2 separate regions of the Mus musculus genome follow, and region 2 is linked to region 1. The links are chromatin contacts, called in public Hi-C maps. All regions are on one chromosome and are shown on one strand. Each heading gives the region's core, a stretch centred on a gene start, on an enhancer-like site or on the middle of the called end of the contact. The rest is flanking DNA. Distances are from core to core; before and after follow the strand shown. Region 1 has its middle 70 kb from the start of Gm30143. Region 2 has its middle 8.0 kb from the start of Gnas.

Region 1 (7,591 bases), core at 2,957-5,456:
AGAGAGAGAGAGAGAGATATTGATTGATTTGAGAAGACATCTTCCATTGAGAATGCAGTGTTAGGTTGCTGATACAATCCAGAAACATTTTGTCTGTTCACACTGTTAGAAAGGGACCCCACGGGACTGAGGGGAGGGGAGTGTGTTCACCATGTTCTGAGACCCAAGGTCTGACAGTAATAATGGGATTGGAGACATGAGATGGGGCTTACAGGACAGATAGGCAGACCTGATCTGGGTACCTGGTATGAAGTCTTTCTTTTCTTTCTCCTTCTCCTCTCCTGCCTCCTCCTCCTCCTTTCCCATGCAAACCACATAGTAAGCATTTCAGCTATTTAAAGTAAGAAAAAACTTAGTGGCTTTGTGTGTGTGTTCAGTGTACAACCAACAATCTGTTCATTCTAAAACATTCTCATTATTACCTTCAAAAGAATTCCCATTACTATTTTGAGAAAGGTTTCTCTGTGTAGACTAGGCTGACCTTGACTTTGTGACTCTCCCTGACACAGCTCTTGAAGCACCGGGATTACAGGTGTGTGCCACCAGGCCAAGAGAAACCCCAAACCACTCAGCTATCACCCCTGCCCCCATCTCCCTACCTGAAGTAAGTTCTGGTCTGTATTCTGCCTTTAAAAACTTGCCTCTTCTAGTCTTTCTATGTGTGGTGCCAAGTACTGTGTGAGTTTGTTGCCTGCCCTGGGTTGTGTTTTAGACCATCCCCCATGAATAATGTCGCTTGTGGGGAGCCTCAGGTTCTTTAGAGTCATCAGACCCTCATGGGTTGATTGTGACTCACAGAGAGCTAGGTATCTGGTGCCTGATCTCTCTTAATCTTAGTCCCACTGTGGTGACAAGCATTTGGTGTAAGTAGGAACTGAGCTGTGACCTGGCTCCTTGAGCCACAGGGGTTTCTTCATAACTGTCCCTCTGAAAACCAGGGGCCAGAGTGGACTGCTCCAGTGTCTGATTTATTCAAATGGTTTCCATCTCGGTTGGGGACAAGGCTCCATGAGTAAAGCCACATCACCATGATGACCTGAGTTAGGAGTCCCAGCAGTCACAAAGGAAGCTGGTGTGATGGCAGGAGACTAGGCCTGATGGCCTAGTAACCTCTGTAACCACAGAGCGAGCTCAGGAGGCAGAGGCAGGAAATTCCCTGAAGTATGCTGGATAGCTCAATCAGTGAGCTCTGAGGTCAGCAAGAGATTCTGTCTCCAAAAAACAAAAACAAAAACAAAAACAAAAACAAAAACAAAAACACACACACACACACACACACACACACACACACACACACAAATGGACCAGTCTTGTCCATGTTCTGTACCTGTCTGTCTTGACAATGCTGGTAACAGCATTTATCCACACTTGTACTGGAAGAGCTGGGCCCTGTATTTGGGTTTATTTATAGCAGCTCCTAGTACTACAGTGAGGCAGGACATCACAGCCCCATTTAATGGCCAAGAACACAGGCTCAAAGAGAGAAAGGGGGGTGGCGAACCTTGGCTTTCTGTATGTGCTTAAACTTACCTTTCCCTTCCTTCCTCCCTCCTTCCCTCTGTCTCTCTGTCTCTCTGTCTGTCTGTCTGTCTGCCTGTCTGTCTGTCTGTCTCTCTTTCTTAGAGCTTTACTCTGGCCTTGAGTTTTCAGCTACCCTCCTGTGAATGTTGCAATGACAGGTGTCAGCCATCACACACAGCTATGAACTTGATTTTCCAACCTTGTGTGGGCTTGAAGATACTGCATTAGGCTCTTCAAGCTCATCAGAGCCCTGCCACCTCCCACTCAGACTCCCTAGAAACAGAGAAACCAATCTATGAGGCTAGCAAGGCTAGCCATGGGCGTGTGGTGACGGGGCGGGCCTCTCAGAGGCTCCCCTGAGGATGAGAATGAGGCAGGGCTGTCATTCAAGGGCAGATGGGGAGGTGTTCAACACCTTTTGATTAACTGTATGTCTTGAAGGGAGTAGGTGATTAATCCTTCTAGAATGTGCTGGCCAATTTTGCTGCTGCTAGAGTTTTTGCTGAGCGATCGATCGACCGATTGCATCTTAACAGAGTTTGGAATTGCAAACTCAGTTCAGTGAGGTATCTTATGGAGAAGGCCTGCAGCTGAGGTTCCAGGGCCACATGGCCTATGGCCTGTGCCTTTCAAGGCTTTTCTGGGTGCAAGGTGAAATTGTCCCAAGAGTTATTTGCACCACGCCACCTCCAGGAAGGTTCTAGAAGCACAGGGCCCCCAATGGAGGAGCTAGAGAAAGTACCCAAGAGCTGAAGGAGTCTGCAACCCTGTAGGTGGAACAACAATATGAACTAACCAGTACCCTCAGAGCTGCATATGTAGCAGAAGATGGCATAGTCTGCCATCATTGGGAAGAGAGGTCCCTTGGTCTAGCAAACTTTATATGCCCCAGTACAGGGGAAAGCCAGGGCGAAGAAGTGGAAGTGAGTGGGTAGGGGAGCAGGGTGGTGCCAGGGTATAGGGGACTTTTGGGATAGCATTTGAAATGTAAATGAAGAAAATATTTAATTTAAAAAAAAAGAAGGGGAGAGAGAGAGATAGTAAGGAAGAGGTCTGACTACAGGCCTTCTTCAAAAGGCAGAAGGGCTCTTGTGTCTCATGCTGCGGTCTCTGTTTCTGATTATTGTACATCAAAGAGGAAATATTGTGGTCCTAGGAGAAGAATCCCTGGAATCCAATGAGGAATAATTGCAGATCCAGGATTAAAACCAAGAACTGAAACTGGAGGGGGGGGGGATCAGGATGAAGTGGGGCCCAAGGGCCCTGAGTGTGTCATGCCTTGGGCTGGTTCAGTACAATGGGACCCATCCCATCTCATCCTGAGCTGCAGAACTGTCAGGAAGTTACAGCTCGGTTTGGTGGTTGCGGTCAGAGTCCCTAGGTTAAATGGGAGGGGAGGCCCTTGGTCCTGTGGAGGGTTGATGCCCCAAAGTAGGAGGATGCTGGAGCAGGGGGAAGCACCCTCATAGAGGCAAAGGGGAGGGGGGAGAGGGCAGATAGAATGGGGAGGGTTGTGGAGGGGTAACCGGGAAAGGGGACATCATTCGCGATGTAAACAAATGGAATGATTAATACAAAAAATAATTTTAAAAAACAAAAACAAAAACAACAGTAGCTTATCCTGAGAAGGGAAGCAATGTGAACTGGGGATCACAGCTGAGGCTGCTGGCCCCATATCCAGGGGTCCAAGAGTTGTAAACTGACAGTCTGTAGTGTAGAGATGGTGAGGTGAAAAAGAGGAGGTTGGGGTAGGCAGGATCACTCTGGGGCTCTGAGTCTCATTTTGAAGGTCTTTTATGCTAACTCCTCCCAACTTTGGAAGCTAAAAATGTTGGAATATTGTGCCAATTAGGGGCTGGGTGGAGACCCTGAAGGTTTCAAGGAGGCAATGTTGTCATGGCTCCAGCTAACCCTAACTACAGAGCGAGCATAGCTTCTGTTGCCCCAAGGGCTGTCCGGACAGTGAGCACATGGACCACAAAGCTATAATGTCTGCTGTCACAAAGGGGAGAGCCCTACTTGGCCTGGCCATTTTTTCTCCTTTTGGGTAGATGGTGGGTCTGGATAGTCCTGCGATCCAGGGTGGGGAGCCTCAGAGCTGGTGACCACCTAGTCTTTTCTCCAGGGAATCAGATTCTTTCTAAGAACATGTCCAGCTCCATCAGTTTCATGGGAGGAAGAGTCACTCCAAGGGCTTCATCCAGCCTCTCTGTGTCCTGCTGAGTGCCTTCCTGTCACACCTGGCAACTCAACTCAGGGAAGACATCAGTTGTGCAAATCTCATGTGCCAGGACCTGTGCCACAGACAGGGGAGGGCTATAGGCATGGGTCCAGGCACCATGAAGTGTAACCAACCAAGAGAAAGCAATGGACAAGTGTAGAAACGAAAGACTCAAATGAAACTGTCAGAGCTCAGAGGTGGCTGTGCAGCCTCTAGAGGAAGTCACAGGACTCTCTGCAGAGGACGGGGGGGGGGGGACGGGGGGGGGGACGGGGGGGGACGGGGGGGGACGGGACGGGACGGGACGGGACGAGACGAGACGGGACACGGGACACAGGATCTGCAGGGCTGGAGGGATGTGGTCATGGAAGGAGGGAGGTGACATGGGGATGAGGGTGGGAGTGGGATGTGGAGGGAGCCCCGAAGAGCCCCCAGAGGGTCTGTGTAGCCTGGCTTCCTCCCTGGATGAGGGAGGGGGAGGGGCAGCCCAGCAGGTTTCTCCCTCCTGAGTCTTTGGATCTCCTGTTTTTGTGTTCTGAAGCTGTTGAAAAGGTTGGAGAGACTCTGCTTTGAAATGCAAGATGACTTCTCCAGGAAAAATGATCAGATTCCTCCCAACCTCTTGTTCCCAGCAGAAGAGGTGGTATTTTATCATTTCAGCATTGTATCACCGCCACAGCTAAAACCATCTGAAAGCTTGCCAGGGTAACAAAGGGAAGGTAAAGTGCGATGACTCAGTATTGAGTCGTGAAAGGCTCCCAAAAGCAAGAGAGCGGCTTTTCCCTCCCCCAACACCTGGGCTTGGAAACAAAGACAGACTAGTCCCAGTCATCCCCTCCCAGAATCCTGTCTAGTCCCCATTTAGCAGAATTTCAGCTGCCCAGCCTCATACTTGATGAGTCTCCATTAGCTTCTCTGTTTGCTGGGGACAGTCGCCCACATAAAAACTCTGTAATAAGGGATACTGTGCTGAGTTAAGAAGGCGCTGAATTATAGAGGTTGAGCAGAATGCATTTGTCATGGTAGGAATCCTCAGGGCTCGCATGCTAATGAGCCCTTCTTGAGCAGGTTGTAATGTGCAGTGTTTCTCAAACTCGAGTGGGAGTGTTTTAAAATACACCTCTCGTAAGATTGTGAGATGATGGTTCTGTGGAACTCAGTCTGCGTTACAGTGACTCAATTTAACATTTATTAAAATATTATCAGGAATAACTTTACAAGATGACAGTGAATTAAACTCCTGTCATTCACTCAACAATCCACATACACTCTTCTGCAACCAACTCTCTATCCATCCACCCTGGCACCACACATCTACCCACACAAACAGCCAACTATCCCTCCTCCCTATATCCATGCATTTATTCATCCTCATCCATCTACTGATCTATCCATTATGTCTTCCACTCCATCTATCCACATGTGTATCCAGGATATCCATCTGCCCACGTAGGTACCCATCTACCCACATGTGTATCCATCTATCAACATGTGTATCCACATACCCATATATGTATCCATCTACCCACATGTATATCCACTTACTTACATGGGTACATATCTACCCATATGTGTATTCATCTAGCCACATGTGAATATATTATGTCCATCTACCCCATATGTATACATATCCCCACATGTGTATACATCTTTACCCACATGCATATCATTCTACCCATCTGTGTATTAATCTACACACATATATATCCATCTACTCACATGTGTATTCATCGATCCACATGTATATCCAACTATACATAAGTGTATCCATCTTCCCACGTGTGTATCCATATAACATATGTATTCAGCTATCCACATGTCTATCTTTCTATGCACCTGTATATCCATCTACCCACATGTGTATCCATCCACTGTCATGTGTACCCATCTACCCACATGTGCATCCATCTACTCACGTTTATCCATCTACCAATTTATTTATCCATTTTCTAACATGTGTACTTATTTTATTCATCTACCCACATGTATAAGCATCTACTCACATGTGTATCCCTCTAGCCACATATGTATCCATCAACTCACATAGGTTCAGTCTGTCCACATGTGTATCCTCTACCTACATATGAATCCATCTACCTACATGTGTATCCATTGTATCCATCTACACACATATGTATACATTTACCCACATGTGAATCCATCTACCCACATGTCCACCCATCTGCCCAAATGTGTATCTACCCAAATGTATATCCATTTACCAACTAGTGTATCTGTCTACCCATATGTGTATCATTCTATCTACATGTGTATCCATCTTTCCACAGATGCATCCATCTACCCCCATGTGTATCATTTTACCCATATGTGTATCCATCTATGTATATATGTATTCATCTACATAGATATGTATCCATTGTATCCACCATTTCACATATGTATAAATCTACAGTCATATGTATCTTTCTACTCACATGTGTGTCTTTCTAGCCACATAGGTACCTTCTGTGCACATGTGTATCCATTTACCCACAAGTATATCTATCTACCCATCTGTGTATCATTTTACCGACATTTGTATCCATATACCTGCATATATATCTATGTACCCACATGTGTTTCAATCAACCCAAATATGTATCCCTCTACCTACAAGTGTAGGTAGAGTGTACATCTACCCACTAGTGTATCCTGCCCACAGGTGCGTTCATTGTATCGTTCTACCCACAAGTGTGTCTCTTTTATCCATCTACCCAAATATATATACATATATACTCAAATGTGTATCCATCTATTCACATATGTATCCATTTACCTACATGTATATCCATTGTATCCATGTACACACCTTTTAATAGCTACCCAAATGTGTGTTCTTCTACCCACATGTATATCAATCTACACACAAGTGTATTCATCTACCTGCATATGTATCCATCTACCTACATGTGTATTCACTGAATCCATCTATCTGCATGCTTATCCATCTAGCCACTTGTGAGTCTTTCTACACAAATGTGGATCCATCTACCCACATGTATATACATTGATTGACCTATGTATCCAGCTACCCACATATGTATTATTTTACCCACATGTGTAGCCATCTCCTTACATTTGTATCTACTCATATGTGTATCATTTTACCCACATTTGTATCAATCTACCTACATATATATTCCCATATTTGTGTCCATCAGCCCAAATGTGTACCCCTCTACACACATGTGTACCCACTTATCAACAAGTATATCCAACTACCCACGTGTGTATTCACCTACACACATGTGTATTCATTGTATCCATCTACCCATATATGTATACATGTACCCACATATGAATCTATCTTCCCACATGTGTATCCATTGTATTCATCTACCCACATATGTATACAGGTTCCCAACTTCTTATCGATCTACCCACAAGTGTATATTTCTAATCCAATGTAAATCATTATAACCACATGTGTATCCCTCTAGTCACATATATAGTCCATCTACCCACATGTGTATGCATCTACCCTCATGTGTATCAAAATACCCACATGTGTATCCATCCATTCACTTATGTATCTATTGTATCCTTCTCCTCACATGTGTATCCATCTACTCACATTTGTATCCATCTACCAACATATATATCCATCTACCCACATGCATCAATCTACACACGCACACACACACACACACACACATATTTCTACCCACATGTGTATCCATCTATCCTCATGTGTATCTAACTACCCATATGTGTTAACCTATCCAATGTGTATTCTTAGTATCCATCTACCTACAGATGTAGCCATCTACCCACATGTTCTCCAACTACCAAGATGTGTATCCATCTACCCAAATGTGCATCTATCTACCCATATATGTAGCCATCTAA
Region 2 (7,591 bases), core at 1,500-3,999, 340 kb after region 1:
TTTGGGGCCGCGGGACCCTGGAGCCAGTGCCTCCCCCCACGCCGTGCAAGTAGTCTTGGTTAATACCGCTCACCTCTGGAGGTTCGAGGAGGCCTGAGATCGTGAAAAGGGGCGCGCGCACCTCTCCCGTGCGTCCTAAAGCCAACCTTCCCGCGCAGAAAGGAGTTTCTTGATAGTGGATAGTGCTTGGAGGACACTCAGTGGTGGTATAGGGTTCTTTACGGGTGCCCTTCTGGGCTACCTGGGTTGGCAGACAGCTAGGATCACATCGGGGTATCGCGCAGCTGGTTAGGCAGATCCGACTTGTCCGGAGAGGTCCGGGACTGTGCGCCTAGGCCATAGAGGCAGGAGAGAAGGAATGAGAGCAATAAGAAGTGGTCTTGGGAGGAAAGGTAAAGCGGGTCAAGGCACAGGCTGAGTACGGAGGTCGTGGCTATCACTCTGACACCTTCAAAGGTGTACCCAAAGATCGTGGCACTTCCTAAGCTGGGAAGATGTCGGATCCTGCGCTTTGGACTGAGAGGTGGCAGGGAGGATGCGCTACAGCCATTTTGGCCATCTTCAGCTCGGGTGGGGCTGTTTTTGGAACCTGTAACCTGTGGGGGAGGGGAGATCACCCACCGGTGATCTGCCCCAGCACCAAGCACGTAACGCACCTTAGAATGCTTTCCCCTCCAGCCTTGGGCGGAAAGGCTGATCTTAAGTAAAACGCACCTACTGTATCTCACCCATTTAGAAACTTTTTTTTTTTTTTTAAGTGTGCGCGGCTGGTCTTGCGGCGGCTTGAGATATTTTGATGGGATGATTTGGGAAATCTGGTTAAGAAACGCAGTTTCAAAGCTTGAAATCAAAGCCGGCTGGGCTCCTGAGCTCCTAAGAGGAGAATGGTGCTAGAAGGAACACATTACGTAGTCTCCTTCCAGGACCTACCCTCTTTCCTGGGATGGCGTCGCAGCCCCCAGAATTTAAGTGAGGGTGGGCTGTGCGCACTGCGGCTAATTGCGACTTTGGTCAACAGCAGGAAGCAGTTTGTTAGCAGTGGGTAGAGAATGAGCCGGTAGCTTGCGGAAAGGAGGCGGGGGCTTTTGGGTTGAAAGCGTGAAATTGCCTAAGTGAGACATTATTTTTCCTAAGTTAAAATGCTCGGCAACGAAAAAGATGACGTGACGTTTTCTTGACGTTAGGTACCTTTATGTCTTGTAATGTAGCCTGAGTTTACCAAGCAACAGGTTTCTAGTTAACAGGTGGAGAAGCCGCACTTTTTTTTCAGCAGTTAGATTTTTTTTTCATTAGCTAAAAATTAGGATGCTGCCTTGTTGCTGGGATAAATAAAAATTTAAAAGTGTCTCCAGTTTCTATAACCACCACCTCACGCTGTTCTTATAGAAGCCTAGAGCCTGGCAAGGTGGTGCAAACCTCTAATCTCAGCGGGGGTCGGGTGGGGATGGGGAGGCAGGTGGATCTCTGTGAGTTCTAGGCCAGCCTGCTCTACAGAGCAAGTTCCCGAACTGCCAGGACTGCACAGAGAAACCCCGTTTCCGGGAAAAAACAAAAACAAACACCCTCTCCCCCCGCCAACAAACCAAATTTAAAAACAACACAACAATAGCTACAAAAGAAGCCCAAGTGAGCAGTGTAAGAGAGGCTCATACCCGGGGTATTCAAACAGGAACGCGCATTTTGCTTTCTATTAGTAACCTTGCACTGTCTACCTGAGTCACAGCAGACGCTTTAGTCCAGCCTGCTACCGGCCCGCACAACCCTCCCCTCCCTCTCAGCACCTCCCCCTCCCTAGCGCCATCCTGACTCCAGGTAAAAAAACCTCGGCGGGCTATATAGGAGCACACCACCCTTGGGAGAGCCCCACCACCCACACAAGAGGTTTTGATAAAACACCCATCCCAAGGCCATTTTCTGTGAAATAGTTCATTCGCTCACTAGGCTCAGGATTTTACTTTTCCAGGGCTTTTCTAGCAGGTCCTCAAACATCCCTAACTAGCCCTTTGTCTCACCCTGTTAAAGCGGGGTTAGCATTTGAATGGACTGGCAAGCCCTTTCCCTCCGTAGGTAGACTGGCTGAGGGAGATGCACGTGGGACAAGTGGGGGTCGGTGACAAAGCTAGTTAAACTGCCTTCCAAGAGCTTTTGGATCTTTAGCTGCATTAATCGTTTGCTTAATGGGAAAACTTCCTTCTGTGGTGGAAGGGTGCGATTATTGAGTGTCTTTTAAGTGATTTTCTTTTTTAAAATTATGTGGCAATGTTCAAATACCGTGTGGTGGCAAATGCCAGATGTAAGTACTGTTTAGTTTATCAGTAAAACTTTTAATTTTATTTGTGAGAATTGGAGAATGAGATGGGAGGTGTAAACTCTAGGATTGATTTGTAAGTGTGTTTTTTTGTTTGCTTTTTTATGTGCCTGAAGCCTTTTATCCTCTGGGATTGCTTACAACCTTTGACTCTTTAGCCTACATTTTAGCAGCTGTGTCCCCTTAACGAGAAACTTGAAACATCAGAACTGGTAAGAATAAAGTTTTTTTTTTTTAATGGATTTACTTAATTTCTCCTTTTGTCATGTCAAAAGAAAAGAGGATGAGGAAACTGAGCAGAGACAACGGTGTGGGGGCAAGCAGGACAGCAGCCCATCACAAAAGCAACAAAAGCAAGTCATGATAATCAATTGTTCAGGGCCAGAGACCAGTGATGTCACCTTGTTAGCTCAAATACTGCTTCCTCTGAAGTCCCACTTAGTAACAAGATGAGAAACTCAGGCCATACCTTTGATCCCGTGCTCCACATGAGGGAAGGAATGTCCTGTTGTGGGGTTTGGCCACTAATTAACCTAACTCCCAAACCCAGACAGAATGAGAAACCAGCAGACTGAGACAAAAGGCATAAGATACTGGGTGAGCCCAGGGTGCCTCTTTCCCACCTTGCTGACTGCCTCCGGTCTTCCCTCACACCCCTCTGCCTCAGTTTCTTCTTAAAGTGTGCTAGCAGAACAAAATCGTTCTCTCTCTGGTGTCAGAAGGGCAGAGCCGCACCTCTAGCTCCAGCGACGTTCCCAAATCTCAAATGTTTGACTAAATAAAAAGCACTAACTGTGAAGAAGTGTGTTTGTGTTGTCAAGACTCACTGCGTCCAGTCCTGGGGGCGGGGTTGGGGAGTGTGAGCGAGCACTCCTAAGAGCACCTATCAATGCTATGTTGTGCTGTTCCCGAATTCTCCCCCTGTGGTTAGTGTCTAGAATGAACCTTCCAGAACCCAGTTGGTACAAGCCCATTAGGGATGCTAGCTACGAAATATGGGAGACAGCAAGCTGACAGTACAGGTTAAGTAATGGCTTAGAGGCTCTAGATAGTTGGGATAAACGGGGAAGTGTTTCACCTCCTGTCCATTATCATTCCCTCCCAGGGGCTTTTTTTCCAGCCATATCCAGCCAGTGGTTCCTGTCTCCAGTTTTAGTACTCACATCTTTTTATATGCTGCAAGGCCTGGTAATAGCTAAGCTCACTCTCACACACACCACAAACATGCACACACGTATCAAACACATGCACGTACTCATACAAACACACCAGACACTCAATACTCATACCCCAGATACCTCTCACATGCACAAACACCACACTCATCCACACACATACCCGACACATGCACCTACTCATCCACAAACACGACAGACACTCATGCTCACACACAAGCACACACTCATCCACACACATACCCGACACATGCACCTACTCATCCACAAACACACGACAGACACTCATGCTCACACACAAGCACACACTCATCCACACACACACACACACAAACATCACAGTCATACACCACACACACTCACAAGCACACCAGACATACTCATACACACACACTCATACACACAAGCACACCCACAATTATACACACACCAGACACTCATATACAAATGTACCCACTCATACACATAAACACAGCCACTCACACAAGCACACCATACTCATACACACACAAACACACCCACACTCACTCCCCCATATGTATGTATACATACATACACACACACACACACCAGACACACACAAGCAAGCACACCACACTCATACACACCCACACTCATATGCACAGCAGACATACACCACACACTCACCCCCAGACACAAACACACAGCCAAATTTGGCTCCACTGCTGAGGCAAACAAAGCAAACACTTCTCCCAATAATCGGCTCTGCAAATTGACTTTTTATTGACCATTTATTTATTTCATGTTTTAACCCCTTTGGGGCATTTAAAAATTTGGTCTAATTTTACTAGTGTTTGTTTTCTCCAAGTCTCCTAGATAGGGAGCCCCAGCCCAGCCATGAAGCAGAACAGCTGGCATGGTGAGGACCAGAGGACAGACATAGCCTAGTGACTTGGATCCCCTGAGTGCAGGTGTCTGCAGTGCAGAGCAACATCACTTATTGATAGTGCTCAGCCACAGAGGCGGGAGGCCCCAGGGGAGCTCAAATGTGCACATTCCTATGTTTTTTCCTATGAGCCTATTTTAGGGTAAACATGTTACACACTAGCAAGGGGATGTGGCTGCCCCAAGGTGAGGGGAGCAAAAAGGGTTGTGGGGACCCAGGGAGTAAAAGAACATGCTATGGAGGCCCGGGAAGGAGCACACAGCCAACACATTTCATGGGTGCACAAAAGCACTTTGAAGAGATAGGGAATCAAACCATTGAGGACACACCAACTATGGCAGGCTGAAGAGGGAGGATGGGACCAGGTGCAACAAGGAGCATCGACACCTCAGGGTGAGGAAGAGTATTTTTAATAGCCAAAGATGGACACTAGAGGAGAATTTCAGATCAGTCACCCTTGAGGTCACCATCCCAGTCTTATAGACCTAGCTGGGGAATTTCAACTTCAGCTCTACAGAATGGAGTTCTCATAAGGATACCTCAAATTCATTAACCAAAAAGACTTAAGAGCTACTAACCTTACTTAATGGTTTTTAAAGCATTGGGTTTTGACTCAAGAAGACCAGCCTCTGAGGCTCCCATTCCTATGGCACAGGAATGCAGGAATGTGGGCCTAGAGTCCACAGGCTTCTCCCTCCCGCAGGCAATACCCGGCTGATTCTCCTGGCTTATGTGTCTGTTTCAATTAGACTTCATTAGGAAAATTTGCTTTGGATGATTGAGGTTGCCTGAAAAGGTGAACAACACAATCCCCTCAAATTCAAATAATATTCAGGCCCCGAAGCCCCTGGGTGCCTACAATTCCCACCATGAGTTACAGAAATCTTACATAGCCTTTCTATTAAATCTAACCGCCTTCTGGGATCCCAGCCCCCACTCCTTCCACCCCAGCCCGCCCCTCCGGCAGACACCTCCCCTGATTGTTTCTCTCATCTGCAACAGGCACTTCTCCCTCGTGGATTCAGCTGCATTCTCAGCTGTTCATGTGGACACCTTGTGCAGGCACAGGTGGCAGGAGCATGGCAAGCTAAGGCACAATTTGGTGGCTCTTCCACAAAGAAAGCCATTGATATCAAGCCACTGCTAATAAGCCTGAGGGAGGGGCCTGCCCTTTATCGTGGCTTTTCATCCAGAGTTGACCAGCTGTATTCATAAATATCATTTCATCCCCCTAACATGAGCCCCACATCAGTCCCTAGTCCAGTATCTTGCCCTATCTGCTAGAGACATCTTCCCTTTAATTAGCATTTGTCTCAAACAGGCCAGCCACACAGCCCCTTCTGCAGAGCTGCTGCCTCCACCGGCCAAGGCTTGCAGAGATGATGGCAGGGAGGTGGGGGGAGGGCTGCAGCAGTCTTAATTGAACAGTAATTAATTGAACAGCTTCAAAGTCTTATTGCTACTCAGGGAAACACTCAGAAAACCTTTGTCATTGGGAGGCTGAGCGACTTAGTGTTTGCCTGAATTCTTTTTCTATCTTCTCTTTTTCTGCATCTGGTTCCTTTGCCTGAAAATTAATGGGACACATATGTACTATAGGCAGAGAAGGCTCCTTATAAGGCTGCCCCTTCCCCAAAGCCATAAACCAAAAGAAACCTTACTGCCAATGGTCTTGCTATTCCTGGCTTCTGCATCCCCCCCCCCCCACCATCTTGCTCACTCCACCCTCCCTTCTACCCAAGGGACCTTTCCTACTTGGCTTTCTCTTTTGCGGCCACAGGGATAAATCAAAGACGTTAAGAAGCAGTTACTTGGGGTATCTGGATGGGCCTTGGGCTTTTAGCAGAAAACAAAAACCCCAAAGGGGGAAATATTATATATACACATAAAGCCCTAAAATGTAAATATAAATACAACTGTTGTTGTAAACAAGCACCCAGCCCAGGGCACCACAGAAAAGTGGGACCACGCCTTTTTAGGTAAGGAAGCTGAAGCCGAGGGAGAGTCAGCTTCTTTATGGTTGGTGTGACTTTCAAAAGGTCACCTGATTATTTCTGACTTGAGCGTCTGGGCCAACTGCACTGAGCAAGCTGCCTTTCCTCAGAGAAGCAGAGCCCAATGGAAACAGGGGCACTCCTTACCAGTCCTTTCTAATACGGAAAGAGCCTCCTCTCCACCTGACACACCATCTCTCTCATAGCCTGTCACTCTAGCATACACTGTGTGGATGGTCGAGGCCCCCAGGCTTAGCTTCTGCCTTTCCCACCTAGTAAGCCTTCCTCTGCACCCACTCCTTTCCCACCCACAGCTTTTGTGACTCGCCGGTGGCTTTGTTTTACTCACATCTCTCAGCATTTACCTCCCCCCATCACAACCATTACAGAGTCAGCTGGACTAGGGATGACATATCTTTTGCCAGGGAGCTGAGGAGATGGGCAAACAAAGGCGCCTGATTCATGGAACCTACACGACACCAGAATTAGCCCCAACAAGTTGTCTTCTGACCTACGCGTGAATGCACGCGTGCGCGCATACACTCACCCGAGCACACACACACACAACTAAGAGGGGAGGGAAAAGATCCTTTCCTAGTGTAGAGTTGTAATGTGGGACCATTAGAAACCTCACTCCTAGTAGGGTAAGGCCCCAGGCCAGGCACTCACCAATTGTGTCAGACATGTATCGAGGCAGCCAGATCACCAACATCAACAGGCACCAGACAGTGAAACCCAGTAAGGTGACTCCAAGCCAACTTGTCCACTCATCACCTCCATCTCTTAACCATTCTGGACTCCCCAAGTCCTTTGGCCAGGCCATACAGTTACCTTCTGCTACAGGCCCTCTTGAACTTGCTGCTTGTGTACAGCAGAGCCTTTGTACTTAGGTCTATGCCACCATAGGAAATTGAGAGCACAGGGCAGGGCATAATCAGGATTAAATCCCGAGCTCTGTTTTTCCCAGTATGAATTTACCTTTAAATTAAAGTGCCTTTTTAAAAAAAAATTATTTTTTATTTTTAAAGTCAATGTAAAGACTTTCTCAGCTTTTCCAGCCAGGGGCAACTCTGTATCAGAGGCCATCTGTACAAACTCTGAGGACATTGATATTATTCATACTAAGGGGATGTCATTGGCACCTGGTAGGTTTAGACTAGAGAAGCCATATAATATCCTGCCTCACACAGGACAGTCACCATAACAA

What was found. Hi-C and Micro-C count contacts between places; a contact is called where the count stands out from the background.
Region 2: a contact with region 1 is called in a Hi-C map of embryonic stem cells, with 2.7 times the contacts expected there. The contact joins two enhancer-like sites. A contact is called at or near these places in 8 of 39 promoter capture datasets (3T3-L1-derived adipocytes, the HPC-7 cell line, embryonic stem cells and 5 more), 5 of 484 Hi-C or Micro-C datasets (embryonic stem cells, nephron progenitors and trophoblast stem cells), 3 of 115 datasets of contacts at active chromatin or transcription factors (all in embryonic stem cells) and 1 of 9 other capture datasets (embryonic stem cells).

What each region holds. Positions count from the first base shown.
Region 1 is chr2:173,945,890-173,953,480 of GRCm38.p6, forward strand. No RefSeq gene overlaps it. Among named protein-coding and RNA genes, the nearest start is that of Gm30143, 70 kb to the right of the region's middle. Within about 2 kb of position 4,207, at least 18 of the 459 cell types and tissues checked have an H3K27ac peak or open chromatin away from gene starts, as enhancers often do. A contact at or near this core is called in embryonic stem cells, where this site is marked.
Region 2 is chr2:174,286,067-174,293,657 of GRCm38.p6, forward strand. It overlaps Gnasas1 and a transcript of Gnas not described here. Among named protein-coding and RNA genes, the nearest start is that of Gnas, 8.0 kb to the right of the region's middle. Within about 2 kb of position 2,750, at least 18 of the 459 cell types and tissues checked have an H3K27ac peak or open chromatin away from gene starts, as enhancers often do. A contact at or near this core is called in embryonic stem cells, where this site is marked.